Linked DNA regions of Oryzias latipes: region 1 is linked to region 2. A link is a contact called in public Hi-C data. All regions are on one chromosome and are shown on one strand. Each heading gives the region's core, a stretch centred on a gene start, on an enhancer-like site or on the middle of the called end of the contact. The rest is flanking DNA. Distances are from core to core; before and after follow the strand shown.

What was found. A called contact is a pair of places that touch in the nucleus more often than the background predicts.
Region 1: a Hi-C map of embryo shows a contact between it and region 2, with 3 times the contacts expected there. The contact joins two enhancer-like sites. A contact is called at or near these places in 5 of 5 Hi-C or Micro-C datasets (embryo, fibroblasts and gastrula embryo).

What each region holds. Positions count from the first base shown.
Region 1 is chr10:3,930,311-3,936,167 of ASM223467v1, forward strand. No RefSeq gene overlaps it. Among protein-coding and RNA genes, the nearest start is that of LOC110014743, 31 kb to the left of the region's middle. Within about 2 kb of position 1,856, at least 4 of the 8 cell types and tissues checked have an H3K27ac peak or open chromatin away from gene starts, as enhancers often do. A contact at or near this core is called in embryo, where this site is marked.
Region 2 is chr10:3,887,237-3,892,584 of ASM223467v1, forward strand. No RefSeq gene overlaps it. Among protein-coding and RNA genes, the nearest start is that of LOC105353708, 9.8 kb to the right of the region's middle. Within about 2 kb of position 1,740, at least 3 of the 8 cell types and tissues checked have an H3K27ac peak or open chromatin away from gene starts, as enhancers often do. A contact at or near this core is called in embryo, where this site is marked.

The DNA of each region.
Region 1 (5,857 bases), core at 606-3,105, 43 kb after region 2:
TCGCACACTCTCAGCATAATTTCTATACTTTGAAACAAAACAAGTATCCCTCAGCATGAAACCCACATTTATGAAAGTCTTAAGATCTAAATCGTTGTGAAAGTAAAGATTTCTCCACATTTTTGGGGAATTTAAAATCCGGTCAATTTTGCTGGGTTTCTTTGTGTACTTGTCGCTCTCTGCTGGTCAGACACTGTAACTGCAGGACAGGCCTTCAGGAGTCTGATGAGAAGGAGGCTGCTGATGTCCACAGGTGGTGCTGAATCCAGAATCTTCTTGTCGTGGTTTCTGTACCCCCCTCACGGTCTGCCTCTTTCACCGCTGAGTGCAGAGCGGCAGAACGTGGAGACGTGAGCCTCAGAGTCTGCAGACGGACCTGGAGTCTGCCAAGGCCTGTTGAAGGACGGGATTTCTGCCTCTGACTCAGTCCGGCACCACATTCAAAGCCGGGTAGGGCGCAGGGCCCCCCAGGCAAAGCTCACTGTCCACAAATTGATCCAGCCCCTTCAGTTGTGTTTATTTTAGGGAGTCTGTTAGACCCCGGGGGTGTTTGTTGAGGAAAAGTCAGAAATGCCAAATATCTTTTCTTTTTCAGTCTTCATCCTCCTCCTTTCTTCTTTTCTCACAGCAGCTCAGGCTGGTGAGCCAGAAATCCTCAGTAAACATCCCGACCCGGCAGCTTTGTAGCTCTGAGCCGCCCTCCTTCTCAGATACCCCCCCCCCCCCCCCCAACACACACACACAATGCTGGGAACTTTAGTTTCTCTGACCTGAAATGAATTTACAGACAGAAAATGTGGAAGAACCTTCATCGTAGAGGCTTCATCGAACGGTAAGATGATTATTATTTTCCGGCTGTGGGGTTTAAAATCCCCCCCCCCCCCCACCATCCCACCACAGAGCAGGTGTTTTGGGTCTGGTTTCAACATTTATAGGACGTCAGCTGCACAGCCATATGGTTATGATGTGGGCCAGAAGAAATAAATAAATTTTGTCCTGATCAGATCTTTGGCGTAATCCCAGAATTGTGAGGACAATCTGAGGAGGAAGAAGAGGAGGAGGAACTCTGATGAAGAGCAGAGGAAGACTCACTTGAATACCCAAAAACACTGAAAATGATCCTTCCATATTAATGGCCGTTTGTGTTTTTGCTAAACGTAAAACGCTCCTTAACTACAAACATGGAGGTGAAGGTGGGTTGCAGGAGGAGAGAGGAGAGAAAACCCTGATTCTGTCAGAGGTCCTTCTCTCTTTGAATGGATGCTGCAGGCCTGTCCAGGCTGCGGGGGCGTTGGGTGTGTGTACCCTCATCCTCTCTGCTGTGACGCTGCACAAACCTGATGTTTACCCACCCTTGTCCCAGTGTGGGTGTGAAGCTCTACTCTGCTCCGTGGACACCCCCTCATCCGTCTTCCTGCGTGAACTCTGCAGGAGGAGCACAAAGCCCGGCTGCTTATTTCTCAACGATTAGCTGTACATCAGCATCCGCAGCTCAGATCCAGCAGTTTCACATCCAGCATTAAACAGGATGAATATTGATCTGCTAAAGAGGATTTATTTATTTCATGCTCTATCCAAAGATCAACTGGTACCAGCTTTGGACGGATCTGCGAAGGTCTTACTGAGTAAAGCTACTGCATACACGACTTTGGACTTGGCATTTTAGGGATGGAAGGAGACCAAACAGTAAATTCACTGCAATAATCCCAGATAAACGGGATGATCACTGCCAGAGCTTAGACAGTTAAGTGGCTTCGCTTAAGTCCAGGAACGACGAAAACATGAGTGCAAGGGATCCTGTGAGGAAGAGCTCCTCCACTCCTCCTCCCCCTCCTCCTCCTTATGGATGTGTTTGCACCTCCTGAGGTGTCACCTTCAGAGGCCTCCTACTGCTCTGCTGCAGGTTTCGTCCCTCTAAACAGACGCCTCTGCAGAAACCATCAAAACTCTGCATTTTGAAAGAATTGCGAAACAGGAATTTATCCTAAAAGTCCAAACGCTCGTGCAGCATCCAGACGCCGCTGCCCGGATCGTCCTGCTGCTTGGTTTCGACTCCCGCGCCGTCCGGCGCGCCGGGTGGAGCGGAGATAAGGGGAAAAGTGGCCATCTGGACCGGCGGGGCGCGGGGTCACGTGGAGGAGTGACAGACAGACGAGCGCAGCTGCTGCGCGTCTGCGGCGGATCCACAGCGGGGCGGGGGTGAGGGGGGCTCAGAACGGGGGTGGGGGGCAGCAGCTAGTTTCATCAGATTTTGCATCGTCACCCCAGTGATTGTCACCTCTTTTCAGCTATTTCTTTTACTAAAACACACATAAGGCCTACATGCTTGTGTTTTCTGGCTGTGACACACTGAGACACACACGGCAGGTTTCCACGCGCGGCGTGCTCCTTCTGCCAGCAGGAGGCGCATCAGACCCGCTCTGCTGCTGCGTCCGGACCGAGGACCAGCCGACACACCGGAAAACACTCAAGACAATGTTATAGGAAGATCTTATTGAGAAAATTAAAAGAGCAAATTTCTTTAGGATAATTTACTTCATATCAATGAAAACGTGTTTAATAAAATTATTCACATATTTAAATGTTCTGCTGCTGATTAACATTTTGTTTCAATTCATTCTGTCTAGTTTACTTTCCCTTTGTTGAATACAATTTAATCAATTTCTATTTATATTCTTATATTATTACAGAGCCTATATTTCATTAGAATACTAAAATACGTTTGTACTGTTACTGTTAGTATTCGATATATATTTATATATATATATCACACATGTATATATATATGTACATATAAAATTCATTTATTTATTGTAATGTCTAGTAATTGAAATAAATTTTTTATTGTTGCGTATTTCAATATTTATGTAAACTATTCTCGTGCGCTAAATTGTAATTATTGAATATTTCCCGCCGTGGATCACATTAACTGACGGAAACATTTGTCTGACTGAACCGTCTGTTTTTAATTCTGGTCTTCTTTGTTTCTTCATACATTGTGTTGAGCCAGAAGTCCAAAAGAATCTCAGGTGAAGTTCGGAGTTCCTTCAGAACTGGGTCATGAAGTCTCGTGCGGGCCGCTGTCGGATTTTCCTGCCGCGCGCTTCAAACTACCCCTGGCTACTCCGCGCATCATCAGGGCCTCTCGTGAGTGAGAGCAAAGAGGAACGTATGCGCGCGCACGTTTGTGTCCCACATCTGATGTCGCTCACGCACCTCAGTAAACTTGTTTGATGCTATTTCTTCTATAATCAAAACAATATTTGGACTGAAAGAATCTGAAATATTTCAATAAAATGTAAATCATAAATGTGTTGCATCTTTCCCCTCAGTGCCTTGAAAGCGTTAAAGTTCAATCGAAAATGATTAAATTTTTCTCTGAAAGCCTTTGAGAAAAATTGGGATGATTTTTTTGAAGAAAGAGAGTGAAAAACGCAGCGAACTCGCTAGACTTTTCCTCCCGTCATTCCCAGAGATGATGAACTTCCAGCAGCTTCCTGCAGGAAACAAAAGAGCAGCCACGCCTCAGACAGACAGAGGTGCTTGACCCCCGAGCGCGCGCAGCGCCCCCGCTCCATTACCACCTAATCGGCCTAATCAGTTTTGGCCCAGATTAGATTTGGAATCTATTGCCAGGAAAGCGCAGCAGCACATTAAATCACTGACTTCATTAGACCAAGCTGAGTCATGTTGCTCACGTGCGCTCTCTGCACGCGGGGGTTTAGTTTAAAATGCACAGATTTTAATTGAAGGGCGCAAATTATCGATGAAGAAAACGCAGAATCTGGCGCGTGAGAAGACGCTCTGGTGAAAACCATCTCTACAGTGACAGGGACGTCAGCCTGTTGCATTTTTTATGAGAAAGATCTGAGGCGGAATGAAAGCCAGACGCCCCTGCAGAAGAAGGCATGAATGATGGCACTCTCAGGCAAACTAAAGGGGGCAGAAACTGATGCAGCTGATCACCAACTTTACAGATGACTCATGCTTTCCAGTTAAATGACATGTGAGCTTCAGGAGCAGAACATTCTGGTTCTGGTCAGACTTCAGGGTTTGTCTGAGTGACTGTGGAGTTTAGGAAAATAACAAGCTGAGCTTTGTGTGGAGAAACGAAGGACCAGGCTGTCATTTTATTAGCCCGTCTAAACAAATAACAGAGAGCTCTGGAAGGAAAACAGCTACAACTCACAAAGAGGGCCAATTTCAGGCCCCCGCTGCAGGAATCAATGCGGAGGAACGGAGCCGGTTAGAATCGATATGTGATGATACAATCATGTCTCACTTCTTGACACTCTTTGAAGAGCGCGCCACACCAGGGAGGACGAGCGCCGGGGGCTGGAAGCGCAGGAAAACAAAGATCTGATGACTTTCTGCTGTGTGCTCATAAAGGAAAATGTGAAAAAACTGCAGGATCGACTTTGCAGTTTATGAAAAAGTTTTGAGATTATTTGATTGGAACACCCACTACATAATGGAGAATGTTTTCTTCATATCAAACATTCATAAAAAATATTGTAAAAGCTGCAGGACAAATTCCAGTTTCTATTTGACTGAGTAGAAAATAAGAAATCAACCCATTTAGACTGATTCCAAATACCGAAATGAGAATCCTCTGAGCATCAAATCATAACCTTTTTACCAGCATGAGGTGAAAGCTCTATCTGCGGCAGCATGATCTATCCAACAGCTTGAACTGAAGCCGTGATCTGCTGATGTGATCCATGTGATCCCATGCATGTTCAGATGATTTGATGCATGAACTGAACATCGATCCATGATCTGGTGATCTGCAGAATCTGATGATGTGATTGATTCGATCTGACGACCCGATTTATCGGATCATAGATCTCATGATCTGATCCGACGATCTCCTTCTGACTAAAGTGCTCAATCGGGTGGAGATGTGCGAGGAGGAGCACCAGAGGACGCTGCGTGACGGCGGTCACGGACGTGGCGTGCACGCGGACTTGCTGGTGCGCGGTAATGAGCATACGTTGAGCTGCTTTCAGTGGCATTTGGAGGGTTAACAGTGCTTATAGGGGAAGCCTTGAAAACAATGAGCCTCCCGTGTGATTTAAAGAATATCCTCGGATTTCAAACTCGGCCTCTTTAAAGTTGTATGTGAAATCCCTTAAAGCCCACCACACCCCAGAGAGGGAAGCTGCTTTCTTTATAGTCTCTGCATTGACTTCACTCCCAATCATGAGTCACCCTCAGAGTGCACCCCCACACCAGCAGCTGCCCACACCCCCATCCACAGTGAGCGGATAAATAAGTAAACAAGCAAACAAACGGAGCAGTTTCTCAGCTTTTAATGGGCCAACAGCGCCTGGCGCCCCGCGCAGACGCTCCACTTCAAATTACTGCTGAAAGAAAGCAGCAGAAGGCGATTAAATCCAGTTAGGCTGATCACTCCAGCCTTGATTAACAGGGTCAAGATGTCTTCTTCCTCTTAAGTCCACTCTGTTCATTTATGCCACTTTAATTACACTGATGAAAAGTGAGCACCCTCCACCCCCTCAGTGTCATCAGTTAGTGGCTTCCTGACAGTTTACACTGGGAAGAATCAGAACAAACTCTGCATCAGATCCTCTGATCAACTGTATCATCTATAGGAGCTGTCTGATCAATGCGGCTGCAGAAAGAACCATCAGCTCCTCAGATGAAGGAGCAACTGTGATGTCCACCCTGATGCCACACTGCTTAGTGAGGAGGTTGGAAGCATACACATCTCCTCGCTGCTCCCTCATCCACCTTTGCAGCCGCATGCGAGCCCACCCTCACCTCTTCAATCCGCTCTTGGATCATTTCAATTTGCATCCCAACTGGCCGAGGGATTCCCCAGCCCTGTTAAAAG
Region 2 (5,348 bases), core at 490-2,989:
GTTTTCTATGCAACTGGAATTGTCACTTTAAAAAGTTAGAATAAGTAAATATATTTAACAGTAAGGAGTTGGTAAAATTTATTTTTCATTACATTTAGTTACTTGTATACTTCATATCTGGCCCATTGAGGACATGTCAGGATGACTGCGTGGATACAAACGCAGGACAACAGCAGGTTATAGTCGAATAACTGTTTTAATTGTGGAAGAACTGGAACTCCTAACACTCGTGAGTAAATCATACAGAACAATCCAGTGACAAAGACAGGGGAGACACTGGTTATATACAAAAAACAGTGATTAACAATAGGTGACATCAGGGAGGGCAGGTGAAACCAATGAGGAAGATGGGAGAATGTAAAGACAGCGGAAAGGTAAAAGGGCACGAGAACCGGAAACAACAAAATAATAGCATAACAAACCCCGGAGAGGGAAAACAAAAGCCTAACAGAAACCGCCCTGACCCCAGTACCTGACAGGACAGCCGCTATGCTTTAAATGTGTAGCTTGCAGCTTCTGATCGCAGCAGCAAAGTTTCCATAACTCACTTACTAGTTTTAACTCTGATAACAGAGCTTGGTGCTGATTTCTTGGCTCTTTATTTGTCTTTTACTCCACAAACTAAAAAGAGGGATTTTGTAAGTCAAAGACCTTCATCCAGAGTCTTTATCAGTGTTTGAAGGTGTCTGCTGGACATTTGGATCCACAACTGCATTGAGTGTAGCGGCTGGATTCTTTCAATAACCCCACCATCCTCTAACTGCAGAAAATCCTTCTCTTGGATCAAAGAACATCAGGAATTTAGATCAGTGACTAGAACCTCATTGATTCTAATCAATCCGTTCAATACAAATGAACTGCTCAGAAATGATTCTAAACAAAATGTTTTATTTTAATGAAAAAGCTTTAGATAATATCTCGTGAGGCTATTTTTGAGTGAGAAAGCCTGCGCAGCCGCAGCCGCAGTCACAGCCGCAGCATCCGCAGCAGCGGGTGAAACACACGTTCGTTTATGGAGCAGCAGATACTCTAAGTTAGTGTTTTTACAGTGAATGTTCAGGCTCAGACTGCAGGAGTCGTGTGTGCGACAGTAATTAATGCTGAAGTTTGTGTTTGCCAGTTTAAAGGAGGAAAAGCCGGAGCCAGACTCACAACCAAGGAAATGTTGGCTGCTGCTCCGCCAGACAAAATGTCTTCCCTCGCTCGTCGCAGTAAATCCAGAAAAGAAAGCTCAAAACAAAACAGCGGAGAGGATAACCATTGATCCTATGTAAGCCGTGCTCAATCACACTTAAACGGGCCGGCTCTTCCTACCAGAGGAACCAGAACAAACCTTTAAGTCCACAGCTAATGCTCACTTTAGTCAGCCTCCTCCTCGTTTTCTCCTCTCCTGACGGCCGACCAGCCCTCACTGGGGGGGCTCCCAGGACCTGCGGAGGCCCTTTGGCACAGTCGGCCTTTGCGTTCCATTTTGTTGGGGCTATTGTGCCCCCCACCCCTGTCCGGTTCTTCTTTGTGGCTCACAGAACCCTCAAAAGTGCCACTGCCCCACCTCTTGATCCTCGGTGCCGGGACCACCAGGCTGCATACAGCGCTGGAAGATGACATTTCCTCACCCCCCCACAATGACCCCTAATCCAATCAGCGAGGTCTGACTTTTTCTAATATACTGGCCGTCTCACACTCTGACTTGATCCCTGCAGCTGTGCCGGACCGCTCATTGGCAGGATTAGGGCCTCTGCGTTCCTCTGATCATGTATTTCAATATGAATGGCTCCAATAAGGGGGTGGATTACGGCTTAGTTACTTTAGAAATCCAAGGCCCCCTTTGATGCCCCCGGGTTTGAGCGGCAGTGGAGAAACCCGCCTGGTCTGCGTGGCGTGGCAGCGGCGCCACCTGGCAGTCAAATGTTTGCTCATATGCGCTCATTAAACAGTGGCGCTGGCAGCACGGTTCCACGCAGGCCCGATGGCGAGCTCGGCCGCGGACAGATGGCGGCAGCGCCAGCGTGCCAGGTGGGGTTCGTCACTGCCACTCTTGAGACGCCTCGTGGCTGAAGGATGGGGGTGGGGGGGGTGGGGGGCTTGTTGGCATGCTAGAGCAGAGCAAACAAAGAGCGAGTCCAGTTACCTTCACTCCCCCTTGCCTGCAGCTGAGCTCAGAATAAGACATCCATGCTCGGTGCCCGTAAACAATCAGAGTCTAAACATTAGCAGCTCAGACGGGGGCCTTCAGGTGGGCGGCCGCATCAGAGCCCCTTGGGGGGGTTTCATTAGTTGGTAAGGGCCATGTCTTCTTGTGGACACCCCCCATCCCGACCTCTTTTGTGTGTGAAGTGGTGGAGGTGATTAATATTTGTTTTTCTCCTCTGTGGGAGAGGAAGACCCAGCTGACCCCATCTGAACCCCCCACCCCAGGTCCACTGAGCCTCTCCTTCATTCGCCTGCTCCTGCCTCAGGGGCGGCTCCCCCCCCACACTGACCCTCACCCTGCAAGAACTGGGCATTTCTTTAGAGATAAAAACAACCTTTTGGAGGAAAAGAAACATGAAGATGAAGTCAGTTCTCTGGAGCGGCGGGGGCCAGGCCCTGCGGTTTGAGGGTTTTGTGGACGGCGTGTCTGAGTGGCTCGCAGGGTCTGCTGAGGACTGGATGGTGCTGACAGAAATACTGCTGCCCGTGTGATGGAGGTGACAGGTGCAGTCAGGGCAGCATAGGAGGACAGACGCTGCAGCGTTGGATTTCGGCGGTTGTAAAAACACAGCTGCTTGCTGCTCTCCGTCTACAGATCTGCAGCTCCTTGTTGCCTTGTTGGCTTGGATGCTGAACTCGCAAACACAGACTTATGGGTCTTAGCTCTTTAGAAGAGCCTCAGTGGGGAAAACGCACAGATCCGTATTAACGAGCAACACTGCTGGATAAAAGCTCTTAGCAACTGGCTGAAAACACTGCCTCGGAGTAACTGATAGTAATGGGAAACTGCTCTGGCATTTAACACGCACACCAACAATGAAACTGCAGCAGAGCAGCCATGAACATGCAGTTCAGGAAGGAATCACACAATTATGAAGCAAATCAAGAAATGGGAGCTTTGACCGGATCAGACGGAACTGAATGAAATCCTTTTTTATATTTGATAAATCACAAGAGCATAAAAAACAGATTGAGCAAAGATTCTGGATAAATAAAATGACAAAAAAGAGAGGTATTTCATTTTAATTCTATTTTGTAATTATTTTCATCATTGGGAGCCAAATTCCTGTTATATCTGTCCTCATAAAATTAATCTGATATTGTTTTATTATATCCTAATGTATAGATTTGCAAATTAATACCCCTTTTTTTAAACATTCCAATAACACAAAATAAAAATATCTTGGTTTAGAAACCACATTATGATCAGCTTAAGCTTAAGCAAAATTATTTTACTAATTTATTTCTGATTAACAGAAATATTTCAAATGGGCAAAAACTAAATTATATCTGGAGTTTAGTTTATCTGTGTATCTGTGTGTGTGCTCTGTGTAATTTTGTGTTTTTCATGGATCTTTTAGTCCAATTAAATTAAAAAACAAACATAAATGCAACAGTATTTCAATCTTTTTAAATGGATATTTTATTAAATGGTTAATTTTATTTTTTCATATTCTTGTAAAGAAAATTAAAAAATGTGTTTAGATTTTAAATAAATGAAATTAAATAAGTCATCTAAAAAAATGTGTCACAGATTTTTTGTTTTCCTGTAAAAATACATAAGTAAAGAAAAAAGATATAAGACCCTGAAAAGACTTTAGAACTTTGTTTTTTTCTGTTTTCATTTGAAATGTTGCTTTTGCTCAAAAATAAATTTAAGAATGAAGTTTAAAACTGTAAAAATAAAAGAAAGTAAAAATACAGAGCCCCTTGAGGGACGTTTCTCGTGAGCAACCAGTGATATAGATATATATAAATGTATTTATTTATATATATATATATATATATATATATATATATATATATATATATATATATATATATATATATATATATATATATTGTATTAAATTTGTTTACTCATAAACAAGCAGCACAATAAAATCACATTTTTACAGTAATTTACATTAAACACATAAATCCAGCTGGATGTATGTTTATGCCAAAAAAAGTCCTGCCTGCAGAAAACACAACTCTGGCGGAAATTTGATGAAGCTAAAAACTTTGTTTAGTCAAAGTTCTCTTTCCAGTAATGTGACAAAAAAGACTAACATTTATAAATAAATGCTTAAAACGTTGTTTAAAAAACATTTTAATCAAACTGTGATGTGCAAATGAGGCTGAGGAGCAGCTTCATCATTCACCTCAAATTCATGAAGAGGACGAATCCTATTTTTTTGTGTGCACATTTTTTCCTTTCCCAGGCTGATTCCTTTTTCTCCATGATTTATTTATGGATATGTCTTCTAAAAACCTGGGATTGGAAATATTTTTTCTTCAGTGAAATCAGAACATTAAATGTTATCAACACCCTGACAGTTTAACGGTGGATTGATGCAGTACATGAATGCCACTGTTGCCGAAGCATTTATCATTAAATCATGTTGCTCCACAGAATTTAAAGTAAAAGATTTTATAACGTTATTGTTTCAGGATGCAATTTACTTTGAAATAAACCCCATTTTTAGGTTTTTACTTGTTAGGCATTAACCGCACCCTTATGTGAACATCAAGCGGCTGCTGATGGACTTCCGGTGGGAGAAAGGTGAGGAAAAACGGTTAGTTGCAGAAGGAGGGGGAAATGGAGAAAGTAAAAAAGAGCAGCTTTTCTACCAGAACATGTGAACAAGCTGGTCTGTCTCACTGACTGACTGAGAAAGAAAAAAGAAACAAGTGTTTGGTTATCATAACGACTGTGTTCGTAAGAATTTCAATTTTGATGTGCCAACTGAAAGCACTTTAATTAACATGTCTGTTTTATTTTAGATGAAAAGTTTGTGCCACAATGTCAGAAATGTACAGGAAAATACCTAAAAATGAGGCTTTTCAAATCAATTATAAGGTTACATCAGAAATAGATTAAGTACAGGTCATGATTAATTATTACTCTACTTACAAAATATTCACATGACATCACTAGTTAAGCTTCTTTTTATCAGAGGATGCTCTAATGGCCTCTGATAAAAGCCTTTCTGATTCCAAAGGGATATTTACAACATGCAGTGGATGCAGTTTATGTTTTTTACAGACAGAAACTCAGCTATGAACGCTTTTTTTTCTTTTTTGCATTATTCCATATATAAAAACACGGCGTAAAAATCTTTATAGATCTAGATATGCTTGTGTTGGATCTGTTGTAACCAACAGGGTTTACA